Linked DNA regions of Pan troglodytes: regions 1 and 2 are each linked to region 3. Evidence: chromatin contacts called from public HiChIP or PLAC-seq data. All regions are on one chromosome and are shown on one strand. The core of a region is the stretch at or near the end of the contact, and the rest is flanking DNA. Distances in the headings are between cores, read along the strand shown.

Region 1 (3,431 bases), core at 832-3,331, 150 kb before region 3:
GGATAAGGGTGTGGGGCCTGCTGACCACCAGGGGACCTGATCATTGGGCTGGGCCAGCCTCTCTGTCCTCATTTTCCCCTCTGCAAAGAAGGGGTGTTGGGCGTCCCTACTTCTCGCGCCAGCCCCGGGGCCTCTATCCTGGCGGGAAGGGCAGGCCGACCCGGCAGACTGCGGCCTCTCGGGAGGGAAGAAGGTGTCAGACGCGCGGAGCAACCATAAATAGCCCCCCTTTCCCAGAAGACGGCACAGGGTTCAAGACTCAGGCGCCGCATACTCAGAATGAGAGCAGAGACTCCCGCCAGGAAAAAAAGGCACTTAGGGGATCTGCTCATTAGCATGAAATGCAAATGAGCCCGCCCGGCCTCATTTACACAACTCGGTGCATGGATTCGGCGAAAGGGCAACCAGGGAGACGACGGCGCAGCAGCCACTCTGCCACTTCCCCCATCCCCTCCCCCCATCGGCCGGGGCGGGAACTGAGACGACCCCAACCCTCTGCGGTGGCGGGAGGTGCGCGGGGGCTACGTGGGTGGCGCAGCCTTAGGAAAGTGAACAACGCCCAGGGGTGATGGCCTCAGCAAAGTGAGGGGTGGTGATGGAGGTCATCCGACCCATCCCTCCGCCTCTCCGCAGTGGCGCAAGCGCCCCAAAATCTCCGGAGAGGGAACTGACTGACCCACTAGGTTCCGCCGTGTCTACCTCTCGCAGATGTTGGGGAAGTGCTTCCCGGCGTCTAAACCTCGCTGTTCCCCCCTCCACCGGCGCCCAGCACACCCGCGGCGCTCCGCTCCCGGGTACCCACAGCTTTCTGGAGTGGCGCCGGCGGCAGGAGAGAGCTAGAGCCGACTGAGCCCCAGAACTCGGGGAGGTAGGCGGGGCAAGGGCCGGGGTCTGCGCGTGAGTGTGCACGCATGGAAAGCACAAACCCACGAGGGCCCGCTGCCGGTAGGGTTAAGGTGAGTGAGTGAAGGCGGCAGACCCGCGAAGTTCCAGTTCCGCGGACACTCTTTCCCTAAGCCACATAGGGACTTAAGAGAAACTGAGGCACGAAGTTGGGGGGTGGCGGTGGTGGGGACTTTGAAGGTCGAGTCGATAAAGCCCAGCTCTGTGCTTCCGCCCCCTCCCACACACTCGAGACCCCCACAGGTTCCTTCTTAGGGGTCCTCGCTCTGCTCCGCAGCCCCTCCTGGGGATCCGGGCTCTGCGGTCCAGCGCGACCTGCCTGGGGCCATGTGTTCAAGCACGGAGCCCCTGCGTGGAGTCCACGCCCTTCAAAAGGTCCCTAGGGGCAAAGGGATGAAGCCCAGGAGCGTCAACGTGAGGTCAGGTCCAGCGGGTTAGGGTTACGAGGTCAGGGTCGAAGTCTCAGAATTGACTCGGGAGTATGACCAATAAGCCCAAGAGATTTGTGGAGGCCACGCCCAGACCATGCCTACCCTAGCCTTTCTCGAGCTCCGCCCGTTTCTCCAAGACTGGGCCCCTCCAGCCTGAAGCCCCACCCCCAGGACATCCAGCTCCGCTCCTTCCCTTCCCCAGTCCCGCAGCCAAGCTCAACTCCAGGGTGGGAGATTAACCAGGTGGAGACCTGGGATTTCGCTCTGGGACCCCCTGGTCACAACCCTCACCCCCGTGCCGCCTGTCTCCTTTCTTCCCCAGGCCCGCCCAGAGCTGAGCTCCGTCCTCCGGCTGCTGCCCAAATCAGGGGTCGTAGACAAAGGATGCCTGGGGCCTGCGGCCCTGCGCCAGGACCCCGCGCCGAATACTCTGATTCTTCGGGGTCCCTCCAAGGGAGTCCCAAAGACCCCAATGGCCAATAGGAAAGTGGGTTCGGTCTGGGCAGCAGTCTGATTGGCTCCAGCCTTCGGGAGCGGACCCAGGGGCAAGGGGAGGGGAGAGGGGCGGTCCTGGGTTTTGGGGTGGGAATCGGATTCCAGCTGTGGTTCTCTCCCTGCGCTCCCGCCCGCACTGCCACGGCGGACGGCCAATGGGCGCGCCGCTCGGGGCCGGCGGCGTCCGGCGATTGGCTGCGGGGCTGTCTGGGGGCGGGGCCGAGGCTTGAAGTTGAAGTGAGGGATCCAGCTGTGGTGTGCGCCGGGCTCCTCGCCGCCGCTTTCGCTCGCTCGCTCCGCGTCTCGGCCGGAGGAGGAGGCAGTGGCGCCGGCGACAGCTACGGCAGCGGCAGCCACCGCGGCGGCTGCGGCGGCGGCATCTCCGCCTCCACTCCCGCCCGGGACTGCCCCCCACTGTCTCCCCGCCCCTCCCGGACAGTGAGCCCGCGGCGGGGCGGGGGAAGGAGCCGCCCCCACCCCCTCCAAGCCCACCCCTAAAGAGATCCCTCCTCCCCTCCCCCGCCGCCTGGCGCGGAGCCGGGACGATGCTGACCCCTTAGATCCGGCTCCAGCTGCGCCGCGGGAAGAGGGGGTGCCCCTCCCCGGACCCCCGCCCTCCGCCGCTGCCCCCCTTTTCGCTCGCCCTCTCGGGGCGGCTTCGCTGAAGGTAGCGCCGAATCCGGCAACCGGAGCCTGGGCGCGAAGCGAAGAAGCCGGAACAAAGTGAGGGGGAGCCGGCCGGCTGGCCCGGGGAGCCCCAGGGGCGCAGGGGAAGCGGGACTCGCGCCGGGCGGGGTTTCCCTGCGCCCCGGCGCCCCGCGGGCAGCATGCCCCTGCGGGCAGGGGGAGCTGGGCTGAACTGGCCCTCCCGGGGGCTCAGCTTGCGCCCTAGAGCCCACCAGATGTGCCCCCGCCGGGGCCCCCGGGTTGCGTGAGGACACCTCCTCGGAGGGGCGCCGCTTGCCCCTCTCCGGACCGCCCGGGGCCCCGGCTGGCCAGAGGATGGACGAGGAGGAGGATGGAGCGGGCGCCGAGGAGTCGGGACAGCCCCGGAGCTTCATGCGGCTCAACGACCTGTCGGGGGCCGGGGGCCGGCCGGGGCCGGGGTCAGCAGAAAAGGACCCAGGCAGCGCGGACTCCGAGGCGGAGGGGCTGCCGTACCCGGCGCTGGCCCCGGTGGTTTTCTTCTACTTGAGCCAGGACAGCCGCCCGCGGAGCTGGTGTCTCCGCACGGTCTGTAACCCATATCCTTCGGGGCACGACGGCCAGGCGCGGGGTCAGAAGGGGGACGGGCCGCACCGCCGGGGGTCGGGGGGGAAGAAGACCCACCTCCAGGTGAGTCGAAGTGAGCCCGGAGGGTAGGCGGATGAGGGGGGGGAGCTGCCAGGGAGGGGAGGGGGCACCAGAGTGGGAGCGGAGACGCGAGCAGGTCTCGTCGGTAACCCGGGCTTACCCCACCTGCGTACACACACCTCAGTCCTCCTGGGTTAGGGGGGTGGGGATCCAGGCCAGGAGAAGAGAGCTGTGCCCCGCTGGCTCGCAGCTGGACGCCCTCCAGATGTGGTCAGGGGAGGGTCGTCATCCTCCAGATGTGGGAAGCTT
Region 2 (3,161 bases), core at 110-2,609, 230 kb before region 3:
CCAGGATGGTCTCAATCTCCTGACCTTATGATCCGCCCGCATCGGCCTCCCAAAGTGCTGGGATTACAGGAGTAAGCCACCGCGCCCGGCTTCTGCCCTGGGTTTTATACCCTGGGGCCATGTGACATGTTGGGCTGAAGTGTTGAAGGACATGCTTTTTCTAGGGGGACTGGAACAGAGCATGGCTGTGCTGGCCAGTCCTTCCTTCCCTCAGGATGTTGCATTCTCTGCACACTCTACAGTTTTATTTATTTATTTATTGAGACAGAGTCTTGCTCCATCACCCAGGCTGGAGTGCAGTGGCACTGTCTCAGCTCACTGCAACCTCCGCCTCCCAGGTTCGAGGGATTCTCCCTGCTCAGCCTCCCGTGTAGCTGGGATTACAGGTGCCCACCACCACGCTTGGATAATTTTTGTATTTTTGGTAAAGACGGGGTTTCAGCATGTTGGCTAGGCTGGTCTTGAACTTCTGATCTCAAGTGATCTGCCCACCTCGGCCTCCCAAAGTGCTGGGATTACAGGCGTCTACAGTTATTCTTGAGAACTACAAGCAAGAAAGGAGGGGAGAACCAGGTCAGTTCAAGGCCACTGGGAGAACTGTCCTGCACCGCCTGCCTCTGAAACCCATGATGTTTCTGCTTTGTGGGACAGTTGTTCAGGTGCCTGCTTCCCCAGGCCTTCCCCTGCGCCTTCCCCCTCTCTCCTGCACACACCATCTGACTGTCCTTCCAGCACGTACACCTCCAGATGCTTGGGTTGGCCTGACCCAAAACAGTCTACTCTCCCGGCCAAGCCAATTGCCCCTGGGATTTTCTGCTCCTCCAAGATCCCGTGCATAGCCCTGGTGGTGGCTCATGCCCTTAATCCTTAGTTACTCTGGATGCTGAGGCAGGAGGATCGCTTGAGGCCGAGGAGTTCAAGACCTCCCCTCTCCCAAATATTTGTAAATGAAATTAAAGGAAAGATCCAGCCCAAGTGTCTCTTCTGCCCTACTGACTCCCACACTCTTACAACAGATGACCTCACAGCACTGAGGCGGACGGCTTTGGTGTCCAGCAGGCACGGAATTAATACGCCTTGCCTGTCCTGGCCGGTTGGCTTGCCTCTCTCCTGCCAGAATGCAACCTGGCTTTATGCACCTAGATGTCCCCAGCGCCCAGTTCTGAGCCAGGCACATCAAATGTCAAGGAATTGACTGAACAAACTAAGAGCTCCTGGATGGGTCCGGGAACTCGCCCGGGCACAAGGTGCCAAAAGGCAAGCAGCCCGCCCCGCGGCCTGGGGAAAGAACCGACAGGCGGCCGCAGTGAGCGCCCGGGCGCCCGGCAGGTGGCGCCGCAGCCCCGGGCCGCCCGGGCCCTCTCGTCGCGCGGTCACGCAGCCCCTCTTCCTTCCGCCGGCTGCGCACTCACAGTGATCCCTGCGCGCGTCTCCTGCTCGGGTCAGTGCGCCGCGCTGCGCTGGGCGCCATGGCGCTCCCCGGAGCCCGGGCTCGCGGCTGGGCGGCAGCAGCCAGAGCGGCCCAGAGGCGCCGCCGCGTGGAGAACGCAGGAGGGTCCCCGAGTCCTGAGCCTGCGGGCCGGCGCGCGGCGCTTTACGTACACGTGAGTAGGGGCGGGGGCGGAGCCCACGGTGTGTGGCCGCAGCCCTGGCCGTGACCGTGGCGGTCCAAAACCCAGGTGGCGGTTTGTCACTCTATGAACCTGCCTGCCGTGTTTCCGTGCCCCCGTACGAGGTCTGGGATGGGACCCTGTGCTTTGGCAGGGAAATGACTTGGTCCAGAAACCTGAAGTCTCTGCTACTCACCGGCTCGGTGACTCTGACCAAATGGTTCAAATTTCATAACAATTTTCCTCTTAGCAAGACAAAATTTTCTTAAGAGCAGTGTTCTGACTCGGTAGCTGGGAAAATGGCTCATAGGAAAATTGTATGAAAATTGTATGATCCCAGAAAGAGCTTGGGTTGAGTTCCTTCCTGACGTCTGCTGGTTGGAAGAGGCAGCGTAACAAAGGAGTGAGCCTCAGTTTTCTCACATTGAAGTGGATGTAATAACCCCAGTGCGACCTGCCTTGGGGAGTTGTGTGGCTTAGATGTCCTAGCTACTGTGGAAAGACCTCGGGATAGGGGTGGGGGTGGAGTTGGGGATGTGTGCGACTGAACCCTGGAAGTGGCCAGGGCAGCTCTCACCGCGCACGTGCACTCACTGCCCCCAGTGGCCTTACTGCGAGAAGCGCTGCAGTTACTGCAACTTCAACAAGTACATCCCTCGCCGCGTGGAGGAGGCTGCCATGCAGAAGTGTCTGGTGACCGAAGCTCAGACGCTGCTGCGGCTCAGCGGGGTGCAACGGTGGGTAGTGGGGGCTGTAGGCAGCGTTTTGGGAAATTTTTGGAGGAGTGGTGGGGGATAGGTGCAGGCATCCCAGAGGGCTCCCCCAGGTCTCATTTCTCCATCCTCTTTCCCCAGGGTGGAGTCTGTGTTCTTTGGTGGGGGGACCCCCAGTCTAGCCAGTCCCCACACGGTGGCTGCTGTCCTGGAGGCTGTGGCACAGACAGCCCACCTGCCTGCAGACTCGGAAGTCACATTGGAGGCTAATCCTACTTCAGCTCCGGGCTCCAGACTGGCAGAGTTCGGGGCAGCAGGGGTTAACAGGTTGTCTATAGGCCTCCAGGTAACCCATGGCACTCACCCCATCCCAGTGCACCCCGCCCTTCAGTGCCATCTCCTCTTTGGTCACATTCATTCATTGGGCAAACATTGATTGAGCACCTTCTGGGTGCCAGGGACACAGTAGGGCCTAGTGCGACACTTTTATAACTCCTTAATTGTCTGCTGCTGTCATAGACCACACACTTTATGAGAAAGGGATCAGGTGTGGCTTTTCTATTTCAAACACTTACCATAGTGCCTGGCACATAGTAGGTGGTCAAAAAAGATTTGCTACATGACACGGGAGACACAGACATGTAGCCAGATTATTGCAGCATGGTAAATGTCACCTGTAAAGGGGGTCTCTATAAAAGGCTTCTAGAGTACAGCCTGAAGGGAGGTCACTCTGATGAAATCACTGAAACTTCTCTGGAGGAGATGTTTGAATGAAGAGGAGGAGTTCACCAGGTGAGGGGGTGTGGGGGAAACGACACAGGCCATGGAAGAGCCTGGC
Region 3 (2,948 bases), core at 140-2,639:
CTCCTATTTAATTGGGAAGAATTCAATCTGCAGGCAGACATCTAAAGTCTTGGGTGACATTCTGTATTTGAAATTGTAATAAGAAAACTGGCCAGGAACGGTAGGCTCACATCTGTAATCCCAGCACTTTTGGAGGCCGAGGCGGGTGGATCACCTGAGGCCAGGAGTTTGAGACCAACCTGGCCCCATCTCTACCAAAAATACCAAAAAAAAAAAAAAAAATAGCCGGGTGTGGGGGCGCGTGCCTGTATTCCCAGCTATTTGGGAGGCTGTGGCAGGAGGATCACCTGAGCCGGGGAGGTAGAAGTTGCAGTGAGCCGAGACTATGCCACTGCACTCCACCCTGGGCGACAGGGCAAGACCCTGTCTCAAAAAAAAAAAAAAAAAAAAGGAAAAGAAAGAAAATAATCGATAGGATAAACAAATGAGTTTTCCCTCAAACAGGCAACTGTAGGCAGCAGCAGCAAATCGGTTGCAGTGAAACAACAGAGAAGCAGAATGGTGATGCAAATGTGTTTTTTTTTTCCTGGTCTTGGCTAAGGAAATCGTGCTAGTTTATAAAATTCATATTTGCTCAGTTGCTTATGCTTTTAGCTCTGCAAGATGCGTTCTCCAGAAGGACCTACGGCAAATTAACTCAACACTCGAATTGGGGTGAGCTCCAACGCATAGTCGCTGAGAATCACTGCCTCCAGCACCGCTCTGACCAAGTGAGCCGGGAGCGCGGGGGAAGGGGGTAGGGCACCAGAGTCCCAGTGGGCGCTGCCCCGAGTGGACCACGTGGGCCGGGATTTGGGCAGGACGCGCTCCCGACCGCACGAGGCATGGGGACGAGGGCTGGCCTCAAGAGGGCACAATCTCGGAGGCCCGAGGTGGCAGGCCTCGCCGTAGCCAGGCGTCCAGCGCTGGGCCCAGGTCGCGACTGACTGCCCCACGCCTTCCGACCGGCTGCCCTGACCCTAGGCCTCCCCCGCTCCCCACTTACCAGCCGTTGACCTCATTTTGGGAGTTCACATCCACCCCGCTCTCCACCAGTTTCTGCACCTCCCGAATGTCCCCTAAGGCCGCGGCCTCCCGCAGCCTCTCCTGCTGCTCCTTCTGCTCTAGGAGGGCGTTCATCTTCCCACAGCCCCAGGCCCCCGCCCAGGCCCGCCTGCCCCGCCCCGCCCGCGGCCTGTCAGCGCCGCCGCCGTCGCCGCGGCCCGCTCCCGGCCATGGGGAGGGAGCGCGGAACTCGTCCGCCCTGCTCGCCCCGCTGCCAGCGCCAGTCCCGGGACTTCCGCTCCCTCCCGCGGGCCGCCCCTGCTGCTCCCGGCCCGCAGGCCCAGGCCTCCTCCCGGGCCGCGCCTCCCGAAGGCCGGCTCCGGGGGACCCTGTTCAGTGTGACAACGCTGACCCAGATATTTTCCGTTCCGACCCGGGGCTCCGGCGCCCGGGCTGGCTGTTTATGTAACTACTGCACAATATTATATGCCATGATTCATTGACTATTTTTAGACTTCCCCACCCCGCAGTTTCAAGGGAGGAGGACAAGACACATGAAAAGAGAAAAAAGCATAGCTGAGAGCCAGAAAAGCCTTATCCTCTGGTGCAGGCTGTTTACCAGGCATCCAAAATAATTGGTGGGTTCTTTTTGTTGGGATTTGGGGTTTTTTTGTTATTTTCCCCCAGTTTGGTTGGCTCCTTTTCCTTATCTGAGCCAATTCTTGCCCAGCAGGATAGGGAAATGGGCTGAAAACGATCCTACTATAATACGCCCATTATTACAGAGATAGATTACACTCTTCTTCTTTTTGACAGTGCTTGGGGACAATTCAGTTAGAATATTTATTTCAATTGTTGTTGTTTTACATCTCATTTTAGACAGGATTTCTTCTAACCTGGCTTTCAGGAAAAATATTTATATTGTGCTCACAGTTTATGAACTGTAATTACTGCTAACAGATTGTAATTAGTTACTCTTCATGAAGGCCATATAAGGAGAAAAGAAAGGAAAAACACCAAAGAGGCTTTGGAGGTGTCCTGGTCCTGATTCCAAGTGCTCTGGGAAGAGCTGTGGTGTACATGTAAACAGCATTTTGCTTCACTTCTTGCCCGATCTATCTAATGAGGCTCAGAGCCTCAGTTGGCACTGTTTTATACCCAGTGGGAGAAAAAGGAAATATTGTTTTGCTACGCCCAGGTGCCCTGAAGAGATCCTCCGATGTGGCACCGGATGGAACTTTACAGATGGGGTCAAGATTAAGGAAATAGCCCTGGGGAGGAAGGGAGGAAGGCCTGAACAAGGAGAGATGAAATAGGAAGGGATAAATTTAGGCATGGAGTTTTCATTTCCGTCTCTTGGGGCTGCTGGGATCTGCACAGCAAGCATTTTTCTTGCTACGGTTTAAGAAAAACCAATGTCTGTTTAGTATGATACAGTAATTCACACAGTACACAGTGCACACCAGGTGGTGCTGAATATAAACTGACTACACACTTAAATTGACCCCCATGGCAAATTGTAACCCTGCTTGAGCTTACATTTTCATTTGTTCCCCCAATTTAAATTTTAATTCTCACATCCAGCATGATACTCCATCTGAAACTGATGTGTATGGCACTGGATTTGAGTCCTTCAACACAATTTGAGTGACATGGGAGTAGGTAGTGGCTTGTTGTTTTTGTTTGCTTGTTTTTGAGACAGAGTCTCACTCTGTTGCCCAGGCTGGTGTTCAGTGGGGCGATCTCTCGGCTCTTTGCAACCTCTACGTCCAGGTTCAGGCAATTATCCTGCCTCAGCCTCCCGAGCAGCTGGGATTACAGGCCTGTGCCACCACGCTCGGCTAATTTTTGTATTTTTAGTAGACATGGGGTTTCACCATGTTGGCCAGTCTCGTCTCCAGCTCCTGACCTCATGTGATCTGCCAGCCTCAGCCTCCCAAAGTGCTGGAATTACAAGCGTGAGC

Evidence for each region. HiChIP or PLAC-seq counts read pairs in DNA pulled down with a chosen protein or histone mark.
Region 1: a contact with region 3 is called in an H3K4me3 HiChIP or PLAC-seq map of stem cell-derived excitatory neurons, with 2.8 times the contacts expected there. The contact joins the promoter of CACNA1G here to the promoter of ANKRD40 in region 3. A contact is called at or near these places in 1 of 1 datasets of contacts at active chromatin or transcription factors (stem cell-derived excitatory neurons) and 1 of 1 other capture datasets (stem cell-derived neural stem cells).
Region 2: an H3K4me3 HiChIP or PLAC-seq map of stem cell-derived excitatory neurons shows a contact between it and region 3, with 3 times the contacts expected there. The contact joins the promoter of RSAD1 here to the promoter of ANKRD40 in region 3. A contact is called at or near these places in 1 of 7 Hi-C or Micro-C datasets (induced pluripotent stem cells), 1 of 1 datasets of contacts at active chromatin or transcription factors (stem cell-derived excitatory neurons) and 1 of 1 other capture datasets (stem cell-derived neural stem cells).

What each region holds. Positions count from the first base shown.
Region 1 is chr19:63,699,989-63,703,419 of NHGRI_mPanTro3-v2.0_pri, forward strand. It overlaps CACNA1G (calcium voltage-gated channel subunit alpha1 G), which reads left to right and starts at 2,082. Exons shown (of 34, transcript XM_016932537.4): 1 at 2,082-3,073. The coding sequence starts at 2,832. It overlaps LOC107969270 (a long non-coding RNA gene), which reads right to left. Exons shown (of 2, transcript XR_001710982.2): 1 at 3,302-3,431.
Region 2 is chr19:63,619,196-63,622,356 of NHGRI_mPanTro3-v2.0_pri, forward strand. It overlaps RSAD1 (radical S-adenosyl methionine domain containing 1), which reads left to right and starts at 1,360. Exons shown (of 9, transcript XM_511926.8): 1 at 1,360-1,604; 2 at 2,214-2,347; 3 at 2,465-2,669. The coding sequence starts at 1,470.
Region 3 is chr19:63,848,389-63,851,336 of NHGRI_mPanTro3-v2.0_pri, forward strand. ANKRD40 (ankyrin repeat domain 40) reads right to left here and starts at 1,390. Exons shown (of 5, transcript XM_511885.7): 1 at 986-1,390. The coding sequence starts at 1,119. LUC7L3 (LUC7 like 3 pre-mRNA splicing factor) reads left to right here and starts at 582. Exons shown (of 14, transcript XR_010153329.1): 1 at 582-710.